Regions from separate parts of the Salmo salar genome. Here region 2 is linked to region 1. Evidence: chromatin contacts called from public Hi-C data. All regions are on one chromosome and are shown on one strand. Each heading gives the region's core, a stretch centred on a gene start, on an enhancer-like site or on the middle of the called end of the contact. The rest is flanking DNA. Distances are from core to core; before and after follow the strand shown.

Evidence for each region. A called contact is a pair of places that touch in the nucleus more often than the background predicts.
Region 2: a contact with region 1 is called in a Hi-C map of blood, with 8 times the contacts expected there. The contact joins the promoter of LOC106582153 here to the promoter of tfg in region 1. A contact is called at or near these places in 2 of 3 Hi-C or Micro-C datasets (blood and gill).

Annotation. Positions count from the first base shown.
Region 1 is chrssa21:25,902,772-25,908,803 of Ssal_v3.1, forward strand. It overlaps tfg (trafficking from ER to golgi regulator), which reads left to right and starts at 3,145. Exons shown (of 8, transcript NM_001173811.1): 1 at 3,145-3,256. It also overlaps the pseudogene LOC106581992.
Region 2 is chrssa21:26,075,686-26,081,717 of Ssal_v3.1, forward strand. It overlaps LOC106582153 (sentrin-specific protease 7), which reads right to left and starts at 3,574. Exons shown (of 23, transcript XM_014164946.2): 1 at 3,355-3,574.

The DNA of each region.
Region 1 (6,032 bases), core at 1,895-4,394:
AATGCACACTTCGGGCTCTATTCAATCTCGTAAATGTAGCCTTTTACTGCAGTGGGCTAAATCAGGGTCACACAGAGTGATTTTTTTGTAGTCTTAAACAAATCTACTTTGAAACAAAAGTCTACACCTCGCACACATGGTTATGGGCTTAAAAAAAGAAGACACCTGTACCATGTCAGATATCGAGTTGAAATGTATTACATTTTGAGTTTGCATCCCAAAATTACACTGTATATGCAGTACATCACAGAAGACTGAAATGTAAGAGAACTGTTTGACATAGAAACACCAGATTGTTGTCGTTTAAAAAAACATATAATCTCGATTAATTATGAAATCATCAAAAATATGAATAATATTAAACCCATGAGGCCAAAGAGGGTGCTTTTTGTCATTGACTGCAGGAAAGGGCTACAGGCCATTTCCAACTGATCTGACATATGCAACATGAGTACCAGTTGAGGTAATCATATCTGTCTGTGCTCTTGTCTGTCTGTATGCTTGTCTGTCTGTATGCTTGTCTGTCTGTATGCTTGTCTGTCTTGTCTGCCTGCCTTTCTATCGGATCATTAAACATACTGTCTCAACTTTCTCTCCCCTTTTTCCCTGTGCCTCCAGTGCCTTGATAAAGTAGGAGTAGCGGAAGCTCAACTTTGTCCACCTTCTGCTGTGGCTCGTGGTGGCGGCCCAGGTGACTATCAGCAAACTCGACCTGGTGCCCAGCGACCCGGCAGCCAATCCCTACAGATGGGAGTACCCCTACCTGATCAGTTTCTTTCCACCGGTCACCAGCAGCCTGTCACTGTACAAGAACAACATCAGCTACCTGGTGATCTACATGATCAGCTCAGGCCTGTTCTCCATCGCTCCACTATTCTACGGCACTATGGAGATGCTCGGCGAGGCCCAGTAGCTTTACTGCCAAGGCAAGGCCTACCGCTTCATCTTCGGCTGGGCGGAAGTCATCGTCATGTACCTGGTGATAGTGGTGGCAGTGCAGGTGGATGCCTGTCAGATATACTACAGCAAGAAACTGCTGGACGCCTGGTTCGATTTCACACAGGAGAAGAAGAAGAAGAAGTGATGAAGATGTATTGTGGGTTTTGAGGCAAGGGAAGAACTGTGTTTTGAAGGAGGAATGAGGGCTGAACAAGTTTGTTGCCATGATTTCAGTAAATGGAAAATCCGTTGACTAATCTGTCAAATATTGAAAGCACTATAAGGCATGCACACAAGTACTGTGCAAAGCTTGAGACTTAGAGACATGAGATTCTGTGTTCCAATGGCAAAAAAAAGATTTATTATCTCACTAAGTTGGCTTGAAAGGTTACACTGTGTCTTGACTGCTATCAAGGGGTCTTGATTTGCCTCCGCCGTGTAATGTGCCCAAACTGTAATGTTTATCATTCATATACCTCTTAAATGACAGATTGTTGTGCCTTTAGTTGTCTTGATTGTTACTGACCTTGTGATGTGCTTAATTAGTTTTTATTACAGCTACTTACACCACATAATAACTTACAGTACCAGTCTAAAGTTTGGACACACCTACTCATTCAAGGGTCTCTCAACCAACTCCACAAGGTAGTCACCTGCAATGCATTTCAATTAACAGGTGTACCTTATTAAAAATTCATTTGTGGAATTTCTTCCTTCTTAATGCATTTGAGCCAATCAGTTGTGTTGTTACAAGTTAGCAGTAGTATACAGAAGATAGCCCTATTTGGTAAAAGACCAAGTCCATATTTTGGCAAGGACAGATCAAATAAGCATAGAGAAATGACAGTCCATCATTACTTTAAGACATGAAGGTCAGTCAACATGGAACATTTCAAGAACTTTGAAAATGACTTCAAGTGCAGTCACAAAAACCATCAAGCGCTATGGTGAAACTGGCTCTCGTGAGGACCACCACAGGAAAGGAAGACCCAGAGTTACCTCTGCTGCAGAGGATAAGTTTGTTAGAGTTAACTGCACCCCAGATTGCAGCCCAAATAAATACTACACAGAGTTCAAGTAACAGACACATCCCAAAATCAACTGTTCAGATGAGACTTGCTTGAATCAGGCCTTCATGTTCGAAGTGCTGCAAAGAAACCACTACTAAAGGACACCAATAAGAAGAAGATACTTTCTTGGTAAAGAAACACGAGCAATAGATATTAGACCGGTTTAAATCTGTCCTTTGGTCTGATAAGTCCACATTTGAGATTGTTGGTTCCAACCACCGTGTCTTTGTGAGTCGCAGAGTAGGTGAATGGATGATCTCGACATGTGTGATTCCACCGTGAGGCATGGAGGAGGAGGTGTGATGTGTGGGGGTGCTTTTCTGGTGACACTGTCAGTGATTTATTTAGAATTCAAGGCACACTTAATCAGCATGGTTACCACAGCATTCTGCAGCAATACACCATCCCATCTGGTTTGTGCTTAGTGGAACTATCATTTGTTTTTCAGCAGGACAATGACCCAAAACACACCGCCAGGCTGTGTACGGGCTATTTGACCAAGAAGGAGAGTGATGGAGTGCGGCATCAGATGACCTGGCCTCCACAATCACCCGACCTCAACCCAATTGAGATGGTTTGGGATGAGTTGGACCATAAAATGAAGGAAAAGCATCCAACAAGTGCTCAGCATATGTGAGAACTCCTTTAAGACCGTTGGAAAAGCATTCCTCATGAAGCTGGTTGAGAGAATGCCAAAAGTGTGCAAAGCTGTCATCAAGGCAAAGGTTGGCTACTTTGTTGAATATAAAATGTGTTTTGATTTGGTTACTACATGATTCCATATGTGTTATTTCACAGTTTTGATGTCATCACTATTATTCTACAATGTTGAAAATAGTAAAAATAAATAAAAACCCTTGAATTAGTAGGTGTGTGAAAACGTTTTACTTGTACTGTGTGTCACTGCAACCATTGAAATGAAAAGAACGACCTGCAAAACACAGTACAAAGGAAAGCAGTCACACAGTCACACATTTATAATATAAAACTCAATTTCCCAACCTGCGCCTATGCAGAAAAAAATCTGCTGATTTCGCTCAAATGTCACTGTCAAACGTGTCAAATAGTTGAGCAGCTGCGACTGCGCCCTCCGCGGTATGCCACGTACAGGTTGACGTCGACAAGCGGACAGACTTCCTGATGAGAAGCTGGGTTTCTGTGTTTGCCAGCCTGGGTAACAGATTTTGCCTGACACGGTCTTCCCAGAACCACCGATACCACAGCGGGATCAAGACGTCCATTTACAGGTGGGATTCATATAATTTGTCTTTTTCAATATTCCTAATATGTATGTTGACAACATGAATCAGATTCTAAACGCTAGCTATCGTTAGCATTTCTAGCTAACGATTGATGCTAGTATCGGGTTTGTTGTTTTTATAGCCTAATTTATTTGATGGTAGAAGTGCAATGAAATTGTATTGCTACATGATGATAGAAATACAATGAAATTGTGTGTTTGTGTTAAATTAAGTCGATGAACTTGCGTTCTTTGACGCCGGTAAGAATGTTCAGTTTGGTTAAATATTTTGCAGGAAGTCAACATTATAACCACGAATGGGAGTTTTGAATGGGTCTTTATTTGTCAGGGTTCTACATCCTGTCAGTGACACAGGAAAATGGCCTGGTTATGTTTATGATACAACTTGGCTTGCATACCAGTTAGTTTCCTTTCGACACCTATTAACGATACAATTAGTTAGCTATCTAGGTTATAAATATAGACAGTACAACTGATTTTTGAGTTAGCTAGTTTATTGACCTCACAATGAACTGTCAAGTTAGCAAGCTAGCTATATTGAATCTCAGACAAAAAGACTACAAACTGCAATCCTGAACCTCGCCCTTTCATTAACTAGTACTATAACTGCGTGATTTATGTAACGTTACAAGCCGTATTATGTTGTCCTCGTTGGCGTAACATAACTATTAGCTAAGTGTAATTGTAGATAATTTTAGCTAACCTTGTTTGACACATTGTTGGTAATTTAATTTAGCTAGCTAGATACTGTACTGTTAGCTCTAGTTTGCTAGCCACTGCTGGCCAGACCAACAAGTTGTTGCAGGTCACGTGATTTGAAACTATTGTAACTATTTTCTTGATGGGCTCATTTTAGTGTGGACTGGATAGGGAATAGATTGTTTATCCTAATCTAATCAGTTAAGCTGATTAGCTAGCTAGCCCGTATTTTATTCTAACGACATTAAACAGTAGTGTTCCATGATCTAATCAACACATTCTGGTAATTCCCTCTTTCCATTTAAGTTCCAGTACTAGGCCTATAGGCCAAAGTCTGGTTGAACCAGACTGACGGCTCAGGCTAGCTCAGCTGTGTTCAGCCTGTTGTACTTGAACCTTAGACTTTTGGAAGCAGAGTGAAACTGTAAACTATATAGTAGCACTTGAGCAATGTTGTAAAGGGCAGTGACGTGTTTGCCATTCAAAGGTAAAGATGAGTGAATCCTAGGTTGATAGATTAATGATAACACCATTCTTCCATGATCCAAGCACTTTGTCTGTAACTGAAGTTTTTTTTTTTAAAGTGATGATGCTTGTTTTTCAATGGTGGTTTGTTGGCTTACTAATCATCTATATGACTGTGGTCCTTTAGTGTAGAGTGGCTTATTTGCATCATAGGCTCCTGTTATTGTTATGCCCTCTCTTTCCTTAACCCTAAAAGCACCAACGGAGGTCATTCTTTTTACCCCAAATTGGTAATGATTGAAAAGACAGTCTATCAAGCATTAACACTTTTTATTTTAATCACCTTTTGTAACACAAATGGTTTAAATTCCCCAAAATAAGCATCAGTTTTTTTTTCATGTTTGCACATTTATAGCAGGGCGGGGCTTACTAGATACTGGAAATCAGCACAATGCCTCTTGTGGCGAAATTATGGAAGTAAGAACTGCCAATGAAAATACATGGTCACTAATCAGGTTTCCAACCTTTTTCTGCGAGTAAAGTACATGTCGGGTAACTTTTTTTAATGACAGGCCTGATGTCGACAAAACAAAATACACTAGACAAGCTGGGATGTTTTTGTGTCGATGAAATGTCGGTCGGAATGCTTTAATTCTTAAGGATCGGCGTCCCATCGACAGGACAGTTGTAAATCATGCAGCGCGTTATGTCAAGATCACAGATTTTAGAGAAACAACAAATGTCGGTACATATGTCTTATATCGGCTGAAAGCTTAAATTCTTGTTAATATAACTGCACTGTCCAATTTACAGTAGCTATTACTGCGGGGGAAAAATGCCGTGCTATTGTTTGAGGAGAGCTCCTAACAACAACAACTTTTTTTCTCTTTGCGATAGGTTTGATAAATTCACCTCTTATGGTGAAATGTGTACTTACATTCTGAAATCTTGTTCTGATTTATCATCCAAAGGGTCCCAGAGATAACATGAAGTGTCGTTTTGTTAGATAAAATAATTTTTCATGTCCTAAAAAGATCCATATAGCATGCACGATCGATTTTGTATTTCCACTTGTTCAATTTTCAAAGAAGGGAATCTGTGAAAATCTCACCCTAAACGTTGTTTCAACGAGTCAAGTCACGTTTGTATCTATTCTTCAGAGATCCTAGAAGGTAACAAGACTTCACTATTTTGTTAGGGGTGTAGTATATCCTATAGGACACCATATTTGGTCAGAGAGCGATGCCTTCATGGCACGCCGATGACGCGGGCGGCCATCATTTGAACGACTTTCTTTGTCAAATAAGCACCAATTGGGGTCAAACAAAGCTATCTAGATATCCAATAAGCTGGGCTTTACCAGAGTATCCGGAAACCATGTATATGTTGTAAAATGTAGCTACTAACCTTGTATGGCAGCAAAACGACATCATTTTGGACCGAAATTATAAGGATTTTCAGAGTTATGAAAACTGGTTGTTTTGCAAATGTTGAACTTATAATATGGCTACTAATACTTGGAAAGCTAAATTGAAGTCCAAGTATACAGATTTAGCGATATTCTTGCAGAAAAATGGAATATGACTGCAAATGTCTCC
Region 2 (6,032 bases), core at 2,324-4,823, 170 kb after region 1:
TTAAAAAGGAAACCCTGATAAATTTTAAACTTTGTTTGACAAGTGGATCTGAAAGGTCATGAAATTACCTTTCAAATTGTATATAACATAACCAACTTTGAAAGTACCACCTACAACAATTGTTTAAAAATAGCCCTTATTGTGCAATTGACATTAGAATGTTGGAATCTTAGAATTTCATGTCTTGGGGCAGCTTTGGTTTTGGATTGTAACTTCGGTGATAGAAGCACCAAATTTCACACACAGTGAGAAAAGGGTTTCAACAACATTTGTAGATACAGAGCCATCACAGGATTCACACATTAACCCCACAGAAACCTTTTTCCAAAATGGCACCAAACAACTCAATGGGGTCTTATTGGATCGATTTTGCATGACCATACCTGTATGAAAGAATTGTAGTACGCCCAATAATATCTTAAAATGGTCATAATGATGTAGAATACACAACCAAATGAGCCAAGTGTGTCATATATACAAAGGTGTTCAATTATTCACAGAACTGTGGTAAGAATGTGCCCAAAAAGGTGTCAGAATCACTGATTTCTGAAGATGTTTAAAATCTTAATTGCAATATTTCATTTTCAAACATTTAAAATGGATTTATACTTGTAAATATTCATGAATGTGGGCTGACTAAAAGGATATACAATGTTATCCTATTAAACTATTTTCATTATGAGGACTATAAACCTGCCCCGGATATTCCATGTAGTAAAATCCAATGTTGGGCCTGTTGAGGCCTGTTATATTAATTGATACTTTTAGTTTTCTAATAACAGACCAACCTGCTACGGCCCCATAGTAAGAATACATTTTAAAGGGATAATCCATCCCCTGAAATAAGTGGTCCGTCTGTGAAACCACAAATCGTGCAAGAACGTGTCATAGCCACATGGTTCTTGTCACTGGAGATAGGGGATAACACACCATCACATTTCATGACACTCTTAATAAAACAACGACTTACAATCCAACTCGCCAAATCAGCCAATAGATGGTATGAGCATACTTGTCTAGAACACATCCGTCCGTTTATATCATCATGGCAAAGTATATATTTTGCTTAGATGTGCTCAATCTAGTGGAACAAATTATTCAACTCAGTTTCTCCTTCAAGTACCATCTTGCAACGCAACCTGTGTGTCTGTGGGTAAGGACCCCTGTTCCCATAGCAACGTACTTTGCACCTGCTCTGGGCAGCAGAGTTGCAATTTGAACTTGGTGAGAGACTCCTAAATTAATGGGTGCAGTTCGTTTAGGCGATTTTACAGCTAACCATCTACCTCACATGCTGATACTGACTTTGGTATTATTGTGTGGATTTACATTTGCTAGCTAGCCAGCCCAGAGTGAGCATTGCTTTGTGGGTTTTGTTGTGGACTTGAGCTGCAACAGATTTCCACATACCAACCTTGTTATAATGACAAAAATAAATATTTGTTCACAAAAAATATAGTTTTCACATATTACTGTTATTTAACACAGTTTGACACTGTTAAACATAGGAATTAGGGGTTTGGGGTGGATTATCCCTTTACATTTTGACTAATTATGTGTAATGGTTTTCTGCTCTCGTCAAGATAATAGGTTAAAACATATTGGCATTCACATGGAATTGTACAAGTGCTCTAATCCTCTGCTTTATGAAAACAGTTAATAGGATAACATTGTATATCATTTTTTAAAGATTAAATATTGCAATTAAAGTCCCCATGCAGTCTTTGTAATTGATTGTTTCAAATCATCACTGTAGGTCTAACAAATCATTGTGTTTATATAATGAAAGTAACTCAAGTATATTTTTTAGCAATTATATCCCCAAGCCTCCTTTGGCCCTGGAAATGCTCAGGCTGATCATATGGGTGTTAGGAAACAAATGTTAAGATATTTACATACACAGCCATGATCGGCTGATAGGATGCTATAGAGCGCACCCGCTTACCCAGATTAACAGTCATTGGTCTATTTTAATCAGATCACATTGTGATGTTATGTGGGCCAAAAGTTCCATCCCACCTGAACAGACTGAAATTACTGGCATTTTTTCTTCTAAATAGCCCTTATACAAAAACTGCATTATCAAAATGTTCACAATTTCCAAGTGTTATTTCGACCTCTGTGTGGAAATATTAAAAATAAACAAGAAAATCACGTTAACTGCACTGCCCCTTTAAGCATTCTTAACATTTCAGTTAAGAAATCAGTGATCAGGACAGCTTTTTGGGCATTCTTACCCCAGTTCTGTGAATCATTTAACATATTTATATAACTGGCACAATTGGCTAATTTGGTTGTGTATTCTACATCCCTATGACCATTTTAAGATAATATTGGGCATACTACAATTATGTTTCATTCAGGTATGGTGATACAAAATTGATCCAATAATACCCATTGTGTTGTTTGGCGGCCATATTGGAAAAAAGCTTCAGTGGAGTTATTGCGTGAATCCTGTGATGGTCCTGTATCTAGAAATGTTTTTAAAACCCTGTTGTGTGTGTGTGTGAGCAATTTAATGCTTCTATCACCGAAGTTACAATACAAAAACATAGCTGCCCCACTATATGGCTAAGCTTCCAACAATTCGAATTTCTAGCGTATTGTTGTCAAGATACCAGTATTGCGATACAACGAAGTAAGGAAGCAAAGGAAACAAAACATGAAGTGGACTTAATTTCTCAAGGAAAACATTCCTAATGTTGGAGAAAAAAACTGCCTTATGTTGTCACCCAGAGTCACATTTGAAGTTGTTTATATTTATACCACTTAAAAGGAAATTTCATGACCACCCAAATGTATCAGGGTTTACTTTTTTAAGCATGAACATTACAAAATGTGGATGGATAGCTGTGAATCTAAGTTTACTAATAATATGATTAAAGGGTAACGTTATAGGTGAGCAATAACTGGTTCTATACTGACATCGGAATTTTACGATATGACGAACAATGGTAAAAATGAATGGGATGGAGGGATGAAAAGAGTGATAACACGGAGAAAGCTGCCATGAGACATCGTCACCCCAAGAGTGAGCCCGACTGCCCACATTTGGGGGGGTCTGGCCCGTGCCATGGATTACTATGCTAGCAATCATTGGCTAGTCCTCGGGTCGCTACTCGTTGCATTTCGCTAACGTTAAATATTGCTCGTATAATGGTTATCTTCGTGTGTGCCATTTGTCATTCTAGAATAGCATTCAACTATGCACAGTCACGCTAGCTAACAAAACCTGGCAACAAGCTGCCTGTAACTTCAGAAACATTTGGTGTAGGCGAGCCTTAGCTAGCATCTATGAATAGGCTAACGTTAGCTAGCTAGCAGGTAACTTTTGTCCCCAGTTCTCATACTTACTCGGTAATACAGTGAGTTAGTGCAACATACACACGCGTGACCAAAGAACGAAGAGACGGAAAATGTACACAGCTACTGCACTCTCCAAATCATCTTGCTGATTAATTGCAAAGCCCATAAAATCATAAATACACGTTGTTTGCAAAGGTTGCCGTTGTTTTCAAGCTTTTCCTGGTTCAGAAGAACATCCTGTTGTTTCCGGAAGTGAACAATCTAGATATATGAGACCATAGAATGAGAATATTATTTGCATCCAAGTCTATGTTTTATGACTATTATTTGGTTACAAATGTACACTTATATGATATTAAATATGAAATACATTGAATTATTCTAATATACCTTCATAGTATCAAATTACTTGATATGTAGGCTACTCATGGTCCACATAACATTTTTCATTTAATGTTGCAGATATGTAAGAAATGTTTTAATGATTCATTGCACTTCTTGATAACGTTCATCAGATACTTTAATATCTAATTGCTCATAATTTACATTCTGAGAAGTTATATGCACACAAAACAATAAAAGACAAGTCATTCATATACTTTTCAAATATTACTGTTCAAATGTATTTTCTATTTAAAAAAAAAAAGTAACCTTTATTTAACTAGGCAAGTGAGTTAAGAACAAATACTTATTTTCAATGACGGCCTAGGAACAGTGGGTTAGTTGCCTGGTTCAGGGGCAGAATAACAGATTTGTACCTTGTCAGCTCGGGGATTTGAACTTGCAACCTTGTGGTTAATAGTCCAATGCTCTAACCACTAGGCTACGCTGCCACCCCAACTATGCATGGTTAATAAACAGAGAGTAGCAGCAGTGTAAAAATGGGGGGTGGGGACAACACAAATAGTCTGGGTAGCCATTTGATTAGCTGTTCAGGAGTCTTATGGCTTGGGGGTAGAAGCTGTTAAGAAGCCTTTTGGACCTAGACTTGGCGCCGTGCGGTAGCAGAGAGAAAAGTTTATGACTAGGGTGGCTGGAGTCTTTGGCAATTTTTTGTGCCTTCCTCTGACACGGCCTGGTATAGAGGTCCTGGATGGTAGGAAGCTTGGCCCCAGTGATGTACTGGGCCGTATGCACTACACTTTGTAGTGCCTTGCAGTCGGAGGCCGAGCGGTTGCCAATTACTTCATATTTCACACAATCCTTACACTGACATAGTGACTGATGTGAGTGAAAGTTGGAGTTACAACAGGTATCTCAGCTTAGTATTTGGACCACTGAGTATGGGCACACTGGACAGAGACTGGGACAGCAAGGGCATGACAACATACGTATGTTAAAGAAAAGCTTCCATAGATCAGTGAATAATCAATAATATGACAATATCCTGTTAAGATACTTGGGTTCAGAAACCTCACTCCTAAACCCATACAACATCAATGAAATGGAATCACGTATCATGTCATATACTGTTTGGTCTAAAAATCTGTTATCGTTATGGTCATGGTGATATGGGAATGCTTTGACTAAAGTCAGTAAAGTAAGTCTCAAATAGTCTATTGAAAGTGTGTAGGGCTATAAAAATGTTAAAATGTGGCCTCAAGTGAATCTGACTAGATATACAGTTCTATGAGTTTATCTTTTTCAATAAATGTTTAATGATCATAGATTGGTCCCAGCCTGGAATCCAGTGAAACCTTTAACCTCAGGATCCACACTTCCGCATGGCTGTCTCTGATGATGCACAGGGCCGCCGTTAGCGATAACATCATCATGAGGTTTAGGGGTTATTACGGCTGCTGGTAGATCAGAACCAGATGTCAACTTCTCCTTCTTATTAAAGCTGGAGACAGGAAATAAAGGGAAGTAGAAAACACAGGATTCAAAATACACAGACACAGACAAACACACCCACCCACACCAGTTCTTTGTAAAGGTTATGCAAAGGCCAGACAAGTTTTAGCAGACCAGCACAGGGATTCATTTAGTTACCAAATGACACGATTAGCCTGTCTAATCATGCTGACTGATAATGCTGGATGAGTCTCAGCCATAAATAGCTGGTTCTCAAACAATAGTTCAAACAATAATCAATTTGTGGAAATTACCATCATGATTGACACATACTGTAGGTAAATACTACAGCAGTCTTTTAAAGCCACATGGAGAAGCCTTAGGGTAATAATTACTATAGACAGGTTTTGTCAAACCTATGGAACCTAATGTTGTCCAACCAGGGATAAGAGAGGAACCTACGGAACCATACACTGTTCTTAACTCTGGCATTGTTGGGTACCACAATGATACACAGGCTATGAAATGACTACATGTATTGTTGAAATGTGTATTTTAAAACTAGATTTGTTGTTTTAGTCATTGATGATGTGTTTGGATAACTGCATTGCACTTAATTGATCTGCCAATGAAAATGTACACTCCTCACTGTCCAGATGCTGGCTGAGAGAGAGATAAGCACTGCAAGGCTTTCCACCAAGTTACTTCACCAAATTAAACAAGCAAAAAACTGTTTTGCTTGTTTTTTCAAGTAAAACATTATTGAAATAACATGTCACAAGATACTATCATTGGCATGGATGTATAGCCTATGTACTATTACTTCATATCCACAGGAGGCTGCTGAGGGGAGGACGGCTCATAATGATGGCTGGAATGGCGTGAACGGAATGATACCATTAGATTTACATGAACGTGTTTTTGTAGTACAG